Linked DNA regions of Oryzias latipes: region 1 is linked to region 2. The links are chromatin contacts, called in public Hi-C maps. All regions are on one chromosome and are shown on one strand. Each heading gives the region's core, a stretch centred on a gene start, on an enhancer-like site or on the middle of the called end of the contact. The rest is flanking DNA. Distances are from core to core; before and after follow the strand shown. Region 1 holds the start of suco (SUN domain-containing ossification factor). Region 2 holds the start of LOC101171696.

Region 1 (7,125 bases), core at 2,606-5,105, 220 kb after region 2:
CTCTGAACTCACTTTGCACTCTGCACTCTGAACTCAATCTCTCTCTATTCCTCTTTTGATCCATGTATTTTATATAATTTCATTTGTTTTGTAGAACATACTTTCTCCACAGCAGCAGGAGTTCAGTAGAAATCTGCCTCTGAGTTGTGGACAAGACCGTTGACATAGAGCAACCCCTTCCTCTCTCCGCTGCAGGGAGCTTGTGGCCCCCCCAGACTCTTTATTTCCGTTACAAATACGATTTTTTTTTTTAAAAACATTTTTCTTTCGTCTGCTCCTGATTCATCACGATTTTAATTTGAAAAAAAAAAAAAAAATGCTCCGAAATGCAAACTTAAGCTTCATTTTCTTAAAACTGTCCTCCAACATCAGTAAAACGCCACAAGAACATGGTAAAAACACCAAAAATGACCATCTTCATCAGAAAGCGTCTTTAATTTGTCTTTTTTTTCCAATCCCAGCATCAATAGATTAGTTCTGAAGGAAACTATTCTTATAATAGAAGGTGTGCTGATATCATTTGGATCTTTTGGGTCATCTGGGCACAGATGAATTGAGATGTTTGCTCGGTATTTTGTTACACCTCCTTCTTCTGTCTGTTTTCTTTCTTACCCAAGAACGTCTCTTTAATGTGACCACCAGCCTTCATGTGTTTAAAACGTTAGAGTATAGCGGTTTGAAACAGGTTGAATCTGTTTGTAATTTGCTGTTGAATGCTCAGAACTCCCTCTAATTCAAAATGTATATCATTTATTTTTATTTTTTTTAAGTATATTACTTATTTTTCAAACCATTTACCAACCCAAAAAGTCAGCCGATCTTCCACCACCAAAACGGAAAACCGAACAACATAATTGTGTTGGATCATGATATGCATCCACTCTGTATTCCAATGGTTACACTGGAGGATTAAGTTGATGCATATTCCATAGGAGGATTTTAAACTCTCTATAGATGTACTCGATACAAATTTGACCCTTCAGGAAACAAAAATACCAGCACGCTTAGACAAAAAGATCCCATTCGCCTTTCAACTAACTGATATTTCTAGCAGGACTCTTGACACATTTATTTACTGCAGGGTGTTTTTTTTTTTGTTTTTTTTAATCACTAAACCACCTTTAAAAAACCTCTGAGCTGTAGTATCACAACGTTAGTTAAACGTACTTCCTGATAAGGCGGCTCATGTGGGACGTGGATCTGTGTGGACCCGGATTTTTGGTCCTCTGGGTGGGATTCCACACATTCAACAAACAGCCTAGAAGACCTGTTCAAACAAAAAAGAAAAAAGAAAAAGTATTAGGCTCAATCCTAAGTGATGGAATTTAAAGGGAAAAGGTTATTTAACATTTAAATCAAACTAGTCTGCTAACATCACAATCAAAGAACAAATTACATGAAAAACATAAAAATCATGCTTTTGGAGGTTATGACCTCTGGAATTTTTCTTATGAAAGAGATCAAATGTAATCATTTCTGAGTATTTCTCCTTTGGAATTGCTGTCAATCAAACTGTCACACTTTGTGATGTCACGACAGCCCAGGATTGCATGCACATTGCAATGTGCATGCAAAAGCTCCCTGATCGGCCCCGTCCAGTGTGGACAAGCGTAGCTGCGGCAGAAGAGAAAACACGTGCGGGGGGTTGCAGCAATGTGCCAGCATAATGATCGGGATCGCTCCAGCTCCATCGGCCCTGTGACAGACTGTCCAGGGTGTACCCGCCTTCGCCCAACAGTCATTGGGACGAGTACTGGTACTGGAAGGGCACAAATCATGCCACGCCGCTCAAATCCCACTGCGGCCAGATCTTCGTGCTGTGCCCCTTCCTCAAATCACACCGCAGGACCTCAGATTGTGTCTTGACCATTGACTCAACATTGAAAATGCCTCTGCCGCGCGGATTGCGTTTGGTACGAACAGCTAAACATAACCCTTCCTCTGGGTCTATGCGGCCACATCCATGTAGAGGAGATTTTGGAAATAGAGGCTTCAGATAAACATGAAATATGGCTTTTTAAGACATTTTGGTAGTAGAATTGTGGTTAAGAATTACATAATCACAATTAGACGTCACAGAGGAACTTAAAGTAATTCAGCTGCATATTTGGATAAACTAACCAAGAAGTACAGGAAGAAAAAAACCTCAAATTTTGCTTGCTATTTTTGTTGCAGCGGTAGTGTTAGTTTGGGGTTGTGAGGGGCTGTAAGATGAGTAAACAAAGGGATTATGGGATATCGGCATTACTATTAAAGTCTAGCTGCAGAATGTGTAAATGTTGAGCAAAGACTATTTTGATTTGGCTGTGTTTGGAAAAAAAAAATCAGAAATAATGTGTTAATAAATGTGGCGTTTGACATTTTAAAGGTGGCGCTCTACCCGAGATTAGTCATCAATCCATCCTAGCATTTCATTTTAGATTCCAGAGCAGAAAATTTGGTTTCTGAATGTTTATTTCAGCAACCGAAACATCGTTCTGTAATCAATATCACTCATTCAAAGGACTTCAAATCCAACATAGATGATAAATAGAGATGCATTATTTTTATAGTGGATTACAAAGTATAAAGTTTTCGTGTGAATGTTACAAAACAAGCAATGTACAATGTATTCAATTTTAAACTGAAAAACTTATGGATCCTTGAAGAAAGGACTTGTTTTAAAAACATTTTTTTATTTAATGACACGAATTAAAAATAAAACGAGGCAAGGTTTCATTTGTATGCAAGACTGCAGAGAGAATCCAGTAAAAAAATAAAGAAATAAAAGAGTCAAATTCATACTTATTTTGTCTACCCAGATTATTATGAGTCGTCATGGCAACCCTTCCTGTCATTTAAAAGTCGATTCTTTTAAATTACACACCTGATGTTTTTATAGTGAGGTACTCTTTTAATCCGGGGGGGGGGGGGGGGGGGGGGGGGGGGGCTGGAAGTTTTCTATTTTAGGTGATCAAAATAAAATTAGAAGATGAAAAAAAAGGACTATATATGTATAGACAGATATATCAAAAAGAGATAGAATAATTGAATTGGTTATCAATTTTAACAACAACAACAACAATATTTAATGCTGGAGACATGAGCTTCTTATACTTAGCTCAAATACAATCGGGGACCAAAAACAAAGAATAAAAGTGACTATAAGGCTGGTTAATCATCATTTTTAACAAATCCCAGTAACAATAGTGATCAATAATTTGTACTATTTATAATGTAGGACAGCTGGAACTTCCCGTTTGCCAAACAAAAGATCAAGAGCATGAACAGTCATGAGCAATAATTCCTCCAGATTATTCATTAGTTGATTGTTTGGGTCACGCGCTCGTTTAGACTAGTCCGGAGTTAACCACACATTTCTTAATGCGCACAGACTTGGCAAATTATCAAAGCCCATTCCTGAGCTCATCACGTTAACAGTCTGACCTGTCAAAAGTCGACCCTCTAGGTGCCACATCACAGCATAACGTCAACGCTAGCTTCATGGCTCTATCGGTAATGGATGCGCGCGACTGATAAAACACCGGAAGTTAGCCCTCACGTTTGGTTCTTAGCGCTAAAACCGAGGAAATTGAAGTAAGAAAGAAGAAAACTAGTTGGAACTCACCAGCATACTACAGCTATATATAGCCACAATGACACACTTCTTCTTCTTCGCTGAAACAGCTGTGTCATCTTCATCCCGCTCCTGACGGGACAGACATCCTCACCAAACTACATAAAAATAAACTTTTGCTACCGAATGGCCTCTAACGACGTGAATTCACCCTATCTACCGTGATAACCGGATGTTTAACGGCTCCACTGTGATGCTAGCCACTGCTGTGTATACAACAACCTGCTACTGCTTACGTCATAGCGGATCGACATTGATTCAGCCAATGAACGAAAAGCTGCGTAGTGACTCAGTTCAAACTAACCAGGATGCGCTCGTTTTGTTTACCGGGGTCGCCCGAGGTAAATGAGTTCCTGTTCTTTGAGTGTTAAAAAGCGCCGAAATTTAACTTAAGTCAGCGAATCACGACTCACAAAGGTCAACAACACTTATAATTATGACAACCTTTAAAATTTACGATAAAAAAATTACTTTATGTGCTCCTGCTCTGAATTGTTATCCCTACCCACCCACCCCACGTACCCCTGTGTTTTGGTCTGCCTGTTTAAAAGCTTTAATAACAATAATAATAATGGAATTTAAGGATGAATGAGAAATTTAGGAGGCCTCTATAATTCCATGTAAACCAATCTCAAATCTTAAATGTAAAAACTGTCTTTCACTAATCTACATGTTTCCTCTCAACCCTTGTGTTAACCCTCCCTCTTAACCCTCCTAGGCACTTTAACGTTGACCCACTAGACACTAGACACTAGACCCACTAGACAGTGCTCTGAACCTTTTTTCTTCAATGATTTGTGATCTTCACTGGTGTCCATGGATTACATGAAATCCTCTTCACCTTCATCCACCTGTGTCATTGCAGGAAGAACACGTCAATGTGAAGGGTGGGGTCATAAGATAACACAAGGGTTAAGAGTGACACTTGACTCTCGTAGGTTTGATCTATTAAGTAGACTGGAGTTTAAGTATAGTAAGTGTACTTTACTCATACACTGCACTGTATGTGAAGTGTAGTATAAATATTTCTTAAGCCTGAATTTGAATAATTTAAGTTTAAAATATATAGATACTATAAAAAAGTAAACTTCAAGTATACGGCTTAAATTTTAAGTATCACTGTAGTAGACTACTTTTTACTAAGGGCTACACCATCCTACTATTGGATAGCACAAATTACATTATTCAGATAGGTTTTTGTTGTTTTCTGTTTGATTATATTCATTATTATTATTTTAATAACAGAGTATTCGACAAATGCCGTCATTTCCTTTTTGTATAACCTTATGATTCCGTAGTTTGAACACCAGGGGGCGCTCCCACCCAACTTTAAAGAGTTTGAAGGCGTGAATGAGCCAGCGTTCAGGACACAGCTGCATTGCCCTACATCAGTCACTCTTTTGAAGGGTAATTAAAACAAAAGGAATAAACGAACCTCCTGTCTTTTTTTACATTAAAAGTTTTTTTTTCTTACTGTGTTTTAATGAGAGTAATGGAGGTCTGAGATGTTTACCACAAAAAAATTAAAACCTGCTTTCTCTTCTTAGAGCTAGAGCATAGAGGGCTAAAAGGAATGTTAGCTGGAAAATATATTATTTCTAATGGACAAACTGATTTATTGTGGAAAACAACCCAGATTACACCAGTGTACTCATGCAAACTTGACAAAGAAAATATCAAACTGAGGCTTAATGAAATAAATGACATTATTAAGGTAAAGTCATATTAGAAACTGCCATTCAACCCTTGTTTTCAAAGTAAAATGCACTAAAAAATTAAGCCAACTGGTTTATTCTCTGTAGAATTGAAAAAAAGCAGCTGAACATCCTCTTGATAAAATGTTTAATGCAATGTTTCTCTGAAATAATTAGATAATTCTTTTAAAACGGAAAGAAAAATCCTTGCTTTTTTATTACAGTGAGAAATTTCCCTAAAATAGCAAACATAATGAATCCCAGTTTTAAAAGCACAAAGTCGAAAAATAAAAACATTTCCACAAAAAATCTATAAATGTATAAACTGTGACGTGCTTACTCTCATTAGAAAGCAAACACTTCATGAGAAACTATAATAATCTTTCAATTTAATTAAAAAAAACTGTAACAAAACTAACAATATTTGTATTTTTGAAACTATTGTTTGAAAATTCTTTAAATCAAGAACTTAAAAACCCTGAAGAACAAATACATTAAATGTGTATTTAAACAAATAGAAAAAATGTAAAACTAAATTTCAATGCAATTTTTCATTTATGGGAAGTGGTAAAATACATAAAATTTTACATTAATTTAGGTCCATTTTCAAGATAATAAAATAAAAAAAAATGTAATTCTGCTGTTGTTTTAGAAATTTGACTTGCTGCAGCATCTGCTTTTCAACTGCTAAAATAATAAATATTGATCTCTTCCGTGTTTTTACTTACTTCTTTAAAGTATTTTATCCCAACTCTGCTCCTCATGTCTTTTCCTATCACTTCAAATTTGTATGAAGTCTAAACCATAAAAAATATATAAGTTATGAGCCTCTTTATGCAAATCCACCAACCCAATTTTTAAAAAAAGAGGACAAAGTTTAACATCATCAGGAACATGTTTATTAAGGAGCGATACAGACGCACAGAATATAACAACTAATACATTTCCCAAATTTACCATTATTGTGCCCTAAACATAAAGTCATTTTCCTGTCTTTGTTTTTTCTTCCTTTTTTTCACTTCTCAGAGCTGTATTTACCTTTGGCAATTAAAAATTGTAGTTTATGCCAGTAAGGCAGTCTAAATTGGAAAGCATGTAGTGAATAGAGACAAAGAGAACAGTTTAAGCATAAGGATTCTTAATAAGGTGTTTACAATCCACAGGTATAGTATCTCCTTATCATTACCTATATACATAAGAACACAATTTAGGCTCACAGACACGATAACAAATCGACAGAGAAGCACTTAAACATTGACGATACAACCTCAAGTTCTGATGCAGGCACTGACTAACTGGCTGCCGTGATAGAGGAGACGGAGGTGAGACCAGACAGAGAAGGAGGTTAGGCGTTTCAAACCTGAGGGAAATGAATAGTTACAGTATATTAAAGCCTTTTTTTTAGTCATTATGAGAAATCTAATTTAGCTTTTTACACTGGGCGAGAAATTTCTCAGTGCGAGCTCCAGTCCCATTCATCTCACAAGTCAGCATCTGAATCGGAGTTTAAGGCTGTAGGGGGTCACGCTTTGACCATCAATACAGCACAGGTGGACGAGGTTCAACGCATCGGTGAGGCTGTTATTTCCACACTGAGAATACTGAAGGTGCTCCTCAGCCTTGCTATGTGTGTGTATGGCCGCTACTACAACACAGAAACAACTCACAAACATTATATTTCAACCCACCCGACCTTCCGGGAGGGATGGGGTCGTTGGAGAAGTCATCGTGAACAGCATTGACCATACAAACAAACGAAAAAAATGGAGAAAAAAAAATCATAATTATAAGAACCACAAACGTGCAGACAAACGG
Region 2 (7,648 bases), core at 4,810-7,309:
ACAACTTAACCTCTACAAAAACATGAACGCTGAAACCTTAAAACACCCAAAAGCATTACAAACAAATACAAATGTATAAAAGCACAGATGTTGGGGAGCTTGCAGAAATAAAAACACCTTTCGCGCAAAAATCTTACCAAACAAGACTATCAACTCACCACAAGAGGAAGGGGAAACAATGTCCTTTAACTGCTTTGCAAGCAAAAAAAAAAAACAGTAAACCTACTATGTACCTGTTCAACAAGTTGGAAGGAAAGCATGTGGATGCTGAAGATTCAACAACTAAATGAAAGTCTTTCCAATAAAATGAGACCCAACAAAACTACTTTAGGATAAAATACTAAGAAAAGAGACACTAAATTGCTGACAAACCTTCTGCTCTATGCGTCCGTCATCCTCCGGCAGGTGAGCAGCGACGAACCACTCCCCAGGAGCAGGGTCTGACAGGTTAAACATTGTGGAGTTCTGCGAGATTACCGGCAGAATCAGAGACAAACTGGGGTTCCAAAGCGTCACGTTTGGAAACACACAGTCAGTCGGGTTTATAACTGGAGGGGCGCCCCATCGAATGTACCTGAAGAGGTAAGATATGAATTAAAAAACATTTTTTTTAATGAACAAGAAAACCCAAAGAGGAAGATGGCAGCTGGAGGCTTTCCCTTCTTACACAGTGATGTTGTGCTGGCCACAGTAGAAGCTGTTTCCTCTCGTCACTGTGAACGTCCAGCGTGCGATGGCCGTCTCCTCTGGGATATGGAACCTCTGTAGTCTCACGTTGCCATACCAACCATACTTGGACAGCTTTTGAGCAGGTCTGGATGTGAGCTCTGCCATGAAGGTCACCTGGCCATCTGTGAGGGAAAAATTAAAAAGTTAAAGTATACAAAGAAGTAACATGACAATAATGTGAAAAAACACATTTAACATGACAGTTATTCTAACTGAAGGAGCATTGGTGTTACAATTTATTAAAATTATATACACTTTGACATCAAAAAAGACATTAATTCTAAGTGACTAAGCTAAAATTAAATTAAATCCACTCTAAATTTAGTTTATATTTATTGAAGCACGTAAGTGCAAGTGTGATGATATGGGGTTAAATGGACTAAACTAAAGATCACAACTCAGTGTTCAAATTCTTGGCAGATAAGAAAATGTCCAAAATTATAACAATGAAGAATGATTTTTACCACAACGCGAGTACCGATATTGACAAGAAGAGTTTTTCTGCAGTCAAGTACAAATCAAGCAGTGCTTTAAGCATTGCTTAGATATTTTATTCAAGGAAATGCAGCCAAAGCTCGTTATTTCCTGTGATTTCTCTACAGCTGCTCTCAAAGGAAATACAACTTAAATAGATTCCAGAGTGCCACATCAGCCTAAACAAGGTGACTATGGTAGAACAAGCCGTGGTAGAACAAGCTGAGGTAGAATAAGCTATGGTTCATATGTTCTAAAAGCGTCATCGCTTTCTGTAGAGTTTGATCAAAAGAGCGACAAATAAAAAAATATATATAAATATACATACAAATAATCTTCAATTCCTGTTGAGGTTCAGAAAGTAGAGCAGCCTTTAGTATATTTATAAAAACCATGAGGGTTGGTGGTTTGATTCCTCATGGCACATGCTCAAATGTCTTGAACAACAAACTAATAAATCCAAAACAGAAATAAAAAATATTAATTCCGACTAAAGAGTATTTCTTTAACCGTGGCATCTGGTGTATTAGTGCTAAAAAGCTCATTTTAACTCAATAACACCTTTATAGGTCACTACGTAATTCTAGCCTTCACTTTTCTTGAATAGAAAAGGTGGTGCGTTCAAAGACCTCTACGTCATCTCTAAATATGTTTTAATATTTTTATTAGTTCGTTGGAGAAAACTGAATAAATAAACAAAAATTTTAAATGGGTCCACGGTGGAGTTTAATATCTCTTAGCTTACACTCCCCAAATTGGAAAATTTAGTAAACGTAAAACTAGACGATAATTAGTCTCACAGTTTGTTAATTTATAAGCGAGTCAGTAATAAATAAGCACTTTTTGATAACATTCTTAAAACTCCCACAAACAAGTTCAACGAAACAAATTATTTAGCAATTTTACTGGTACATTTATCTTTGTGTAACTTAACACCAAACCGTAACACTACAGTTAGCAAAAATGCTAATAATTTAAACCGGTGTCTCCACTTGACATTTCTTACCCACTCGTGACGTCCACGTCGTTGCAGCAACGAGAAGGATTGCAGGCAGAAAAACGTCCATGTTTCCTCTCAACCGTCTGAATTTTCTTACATCTTCACACCTATCATAACCTAACCGTACCTGCAAAATCACTTCCGGGTAAGTGCGTAAACATGTGACGTAACGCTGGAAAACGGAGCCTTCAATGACTGTTGGAAATATTCTTTTACATTTATTTCTTGATTTACAAAACGTATTTATTTATTTATTAAACTTCAGTGATGGTTGTCAAGACCCTTTTGTGTAAATAAAGAAAAAAATGACTTTTGTATTATAACAATTCACACGTCAACTTTGTTTGTAAATTTCCTTTAATACAAAATAAAAGCATGCTTCATTGTGGTTTGGCATCCTCAGAAAGTTGACACTATTCAGTGTCTTCATATTAATGTCTGAAATTCAAATTTTATTTCTTTCTTTATTTTAAAGAGAAACAGAAAACCTTTCAAAACAAGGCAGAAAAAAACTTAAAAAAAATCAGTATATAAAGATAATATTTGACAGTACTGTTTGAGTTTTAATTTTTTTTAAGCTGCATGATCATTTTAATTTACAGAGAATTAAATAACAATTGTCCTTAATATTCTTTCTTGATTCCTGTGTTATAAAGAGAAACACATAAGACAGACACAAGCTGGTAGACAGGTGAGAATCACTTTCTTTGTAACTCCACACTCTCAGTATCATAGTTCATGTACCTCTGTATTCCTGGAAATTTCCTTTTAAATTGGAAAACTTTAAAACAAAGATTGCTTAAATTGTATTGATAAAATCATAAAAATGTGACATCATCCTGAGACTCCACCCAACACCACTGAGTATCATAGCCTGGTAGGACATTTTCAGCAATAGCGGAGCTCTCCTTGTGACCTTTGGTATGACCCTCTGTGAGTGTTTCCACTGTTGAATTGACTGGGTTTTTGGCTCCTGATTGTTGACTTGGACCAAATAAATCTGCTTTTAGCTCTTTCCGTGTTCTGCTTGACCTCTGCAGAGCTCTTCTGATTGTCTCTGCATTACCTTTAATCTTTTTTGGCTCCCCTGCCCAAAGGTTGGGTTGAGCCAAACAGTTTGAATGTGTAACTGATGACGGATCGGGACGTCCAAATGCAGAATGAGTGACTGTAGATTTAGGGGCAGGTAGACTTGAAGGTCTTATGTCCATTGTGCTGAGCTCCAAGTGGTTTGGATCAGCACTCTTGGCGTGTGGTGGATCAGCTGGTTTCTCGCTCCAGGTTTTAAACAAATCCTCGGGGAACAAGGCACTGTCTCTGTGGAACAACCAAACCAAGTGTTCAACCACATGAATCAAGAACGTTGGGATGGAGAAATTTCACAACACTGTGGAATTAAAGTCCCACTACAATCATCTTTTGACGGGTGCAAGAAAAATGGCAAACAATGTTGGAGCCATCCAGGCGTAACGTTTTGAGCCAGATTCTGTCATACGAGGAAAACAAAGACGTACATGGATCTATTTGTCTGCAAGTGGATGCATCAGAACGGAGCGAAGCAGGGACCCTGTGACTTGCTGTTGTAGCTTCTACGTCACATCTAAAATTATTTTGAAACAGCATTTTTGTTGGGTTTGCTCCTGATTCTCAACGATTTGAATAAAGTAATGCTCAGAAATTCAAAGTTAAGCTTAATTTTCTGTACATACGTATGTCCTCCGATATTAGAAAAATGTACATGTTAAAAACACCAAAAACACCATTTTCCTCTTCAAATGTGTGAGATAGAGGGATGGATTGGCATGAAACTTCTGTTTGCTGAAGAAAAGCCAATGTAACATGCATTTTAGCTCCTAAATTACCAACATTTAGCATCTACTTGAAAGCAAAAACATGTTTTTTTTTTCATTGCAGAAAACAAATTTAGATGTCAAGGGGTTAAAAATTTTTAGGTAAAATTCAGTTTAATGCTCAAGAATAGTTGAAAACCCTCCTTTTAGCCCAATTTGTTCTGTAAAAACTGAACATATTAGTGCATTTGCTTCTCTTGCTTCTTTTTCTTTTTCTGTAGAACGAATAAGAAATATATTTCTAGACTTCCAGAAGTTTTTCTTTGGATTGTAGCTGCCAATTTACTTGTTTTAATGGAGTTCTTGATCCTGACCTCCAACGCCTGTTGACGCAAATATGCATCAAACCACTTTGTCTCAACAAAGTTAGCGTATCTACTTGAAAGCAAAAACGTAAGTGACCTTTTTTTTCATAGCTATAATAAATACAGGTGTCAAAGGATTAAATTAATTCAAATGGATTGGTTTTAAAATTGGTTTTAACCTCTAGGTAGCTCTGTGTTATCTGGACTGAACACTAAAATAACAGAGACTTCCACCAAACCTATTTTTGGTGAAGTTCATCACTGCACACCTGAAACAATCGCTTAAGGGAGACATGGAGAACCCGTGCTCCTCCACCGTTGCCAGGCTGCTCAGGCTTCCTGTGAGGCTGCTGCGACGACTGGTTGAGGTGCCCCTCTCCTCCATGAGCCAGCGCATGGCCTCGATGCCCTCGTGGACCGCCACCAACTGCTTCAGGATCTTCACATCGGTTGAGCGGAGCCACCTCTGCATGGACAAACAGAAGGGCTGATGAGCTACAGGCACGTTGGGAGTGTGTATAGCTTTAAACTAAAATAATGGGGGAAATTCCACCCATCCATCCATTTTCTTAAGCCACTTTATCCCTTTTGGTGTCACGGGGGTTGCCGGTGCCTGTCCCTGTTGGGGGAAGGCGGGGTACACCCTGGACAGGTCGCCAGCCTGTCGCAGGGATCGCAATCACGTGCACACACACACACACGCACACACCCACACGCACACACACACACACACACACACACACACACACACACACACACACACACACAGACATTTCGAACCAGGGCCTTCACGCTGTGTGATGAGAGCGCTAATCAGTGTACCACCGTGCAGCCCGAAAATGACATTATATAGCAAAATAAAATACAAATGTTATTTATATGTGGTTTACTAAAACCTACTTTTTGCTATTATAACCTTGTTATTATGTGAGAATAAAAGAGAAAGGAACGGAACAAGAAAACAGATGATGGGTGTGATCTAATAAGTGACAGTATATGTCATCAGAGATATAAGAACAGGTTAAGTGGCTCAGAAAGGTGCTCTGTGGGTTTGACATTTGAGCACAAACACAGCAATGTTGGCGTCAACTGGTTCAGCAAGCCATGGCAACTCGAAAGTGTCCACAGGTGGGGTAACTGCATCACACAAAGGCATTCTTATGTCAAAGAAATGAAAAGCAAAAGAGGATTTCTTTACCAGCTCTTGTTTTAAGTTGGTTATTTTCTCAGTTAAGTCGTGGCAGAGGGTTGAGTCGCTTCCTTTGGCCAAATGGTCAGATCTCCATCCCTGCTCGCAGTCTTCCCTCATCCAAACCAGGAGACTGTCGGGTGTTTTCCTTCCAATCTTGTTCTCCAACTCGTTCAAATCTGGAAAGGAGTCGCTGTGGATTTCTTCCGCCATGCTTAGCAAAGTGAGTCCGTGTGCGTAAAATGTGCGTAAAAAGCTAAAACCCTTGCCTCGAACAGAAAAAAATCCAATCAAATTACATGGCAAAATCACCAATATCCTCAGGTTGTATTAAAAAAAAAACTCCATAATTAGACACGAGGAAGAAAAAACATTCCAAGAAAAAGCTAGAAACGTGGATGTAATGGTTTTGCTTCTGCTGCCGCCGTTCACGCAGCGCGCACTGATGGTATGCAGCCCAAACATGATGCTGGAAAGTGGAAGTCCTCTCTGTGAAGTTCACAAACAATGGTGGGAGTTACAGAGGAGGTCACATGGGAGGCTGCGGGAAGCACCTGCTCTCAGCGAGCTGCTGATGTAAGCGCGCACGGCGCATGACACTGGCGCGCATGGACCTCCTGTTTGCCCAAAAGGAGAGCGCATGCACCGGTAGGTCTCAGGTCGGTTCGGTTTCAGATGGAGCAACAGTAACAGAAAATATATGTTTAATACGTTTCAAATAAAATACAAATTTAAAGGATGACTCATTTTTAGGAGTAATCATTGAAGAAAATATTAAAGTGAAACAAATTTAAAAATAAAATCCAGTCATTGAAAATCTGCTTTGATTACACTCAACCTATAAGAGTGAATAAAAATATCCATCAAAATAAGCTTGAGCATTACAGAAATCTGATTGGACGGCATCCTTATCCTGTGATTTGCTGCTCATGTCACATTCCATCCTTATCTTCAGAAACCAACATATGTTTATCTTTCTGAGCTTCTTTAGGAACATCTGGTTAACACTTCGATATAAGAGCAAGGCAGCAAATCCTCCACAGCCCTCGGATTTGAGCCAAACGATGAAGCTGATTATCATGCTGAAGAGGTGGTTTAAAAACAGGAAATGCAGACAAATGTCTAGGTCCCAATCCTGAAGTAAGTCCCATTTCTGAAACCCAACAGTTTGGAAAAACACATTTACTTATATTTTTTCTGCCATTAAGCCATTAATTTTATACATATAGAGTTTAAATACAACTGAATTTTAACAGGGTTAAATTTATCTACAACTAACAAATTTGCTTTTTTTGCCTGCAATATAAATTCTTTTCAAAATAAAATTAACCCTGGTCTAAACAACGGTTTTCAATAGTGCTTTGATTACATTCGTTTTTACACTTCAATTTTCTCTAGTGATCCTTTTTTTTACTGTATTTTTTGTGTTACTATTCAGAGGTCTGTAATGAAATATCACATTTGTGGTTTTTGCAATTTTTCCGAAAACAAAAATAAGCAGCTAAAATCTTTTTTTTTTTAATGATCGACTTTTTATTCAATTATATTCCCAGGAGACGCGATGAGCTTACTGCCTAACGATGTAACAGCAAGATGGCCCAAGTCTGGTTATCCCTGTGCCGGTCCCCAGCTCGGATAAAATACTGGGTTGTGTCAAGAAGATCATCCGATGTAAAAATCTCTACTAAACCAAATGTGTGACTTAGTGGAAGCTGATTGGCTGTGGCGACCCCTGAAGGTATATGCTGAAAGATGAACAACAGCAGGTGAATGACCCCAGATATCCTGTATATAAGTGGTCCATGCAGACCTTAAGGGCTCCACTTGATGCCGGTTTTAACCTTCACCATTGAAAGAAATCCAATATTACCCAAAACACAGTGATTTAACACCAATCAATATTTTTACCTCTGTTTATAAATTGAAACTAAGTCATTTATTTCACTGTTTTTAAAAAGAAAAAAAAACAGGTCTGACTAGGATGTTGCCATCTGCCACATGCTTCAAATAGATGATTTATTTTTATTTTCTGTTATCTTGGCCCACATTAATGTGTGTCAGAACCAGAGCTATACTTGTGGGAGTTTCCTGCTTTCTCCCA

The links. Hi-C and Micro-C count contacts between places; a contact is called where the count stands out from the background.
Region 1: a contact with region 2 is called in a Hi-C map of embryo, with 4 times the contacts expected there. The contact joins the promoter of suco here to the promoter of LOC101171696 in region 2. A contact is called at or near these places in 4 of 5 Hi-C or Micro-C datasets (embryo and fibroblasts).

The regions. Positions count from the first base shown.
Region 1 is chr17:15,837,714-15,844,838 of ASM223467v1, forward strand. suco (SUN domain-containing ossification factor) reads right to left here and starts at 3,856. Exons shown (of 23, transcript XM_011486472.3): 1 at 3,608-3,856; 2 at 1,168-1,267. The coding sequence starts at 3,681. dnm3 (dynamin-3) reads right to left here. Exons shown (of 21, transcript XM_023965739.1): 21 at 6,187-7,125.
Region 2 is chr17:15,620,079-15,627,726 of ASM223467v1, forward strand. LOC101171696 reads right to left here and starts at 6,060. Exons shown (of 3, transcript XM_004079061.4): 1 at 5,557-6,060; 2 at 4,628-4,824; 3 at 2,525-3,520. The coding sequence starts at 5,760. The coding sequence ends at 3,022. It overlaps LOC101171439 (transmembrane protein 8B), which reads right to left and starts at 2,359. Exons shown (of 13, transcript XM_023965023.1): 1 at 2,210-2,359; 2 at 668-851; 3 at 373-574. The coding sequence starts at 2,270.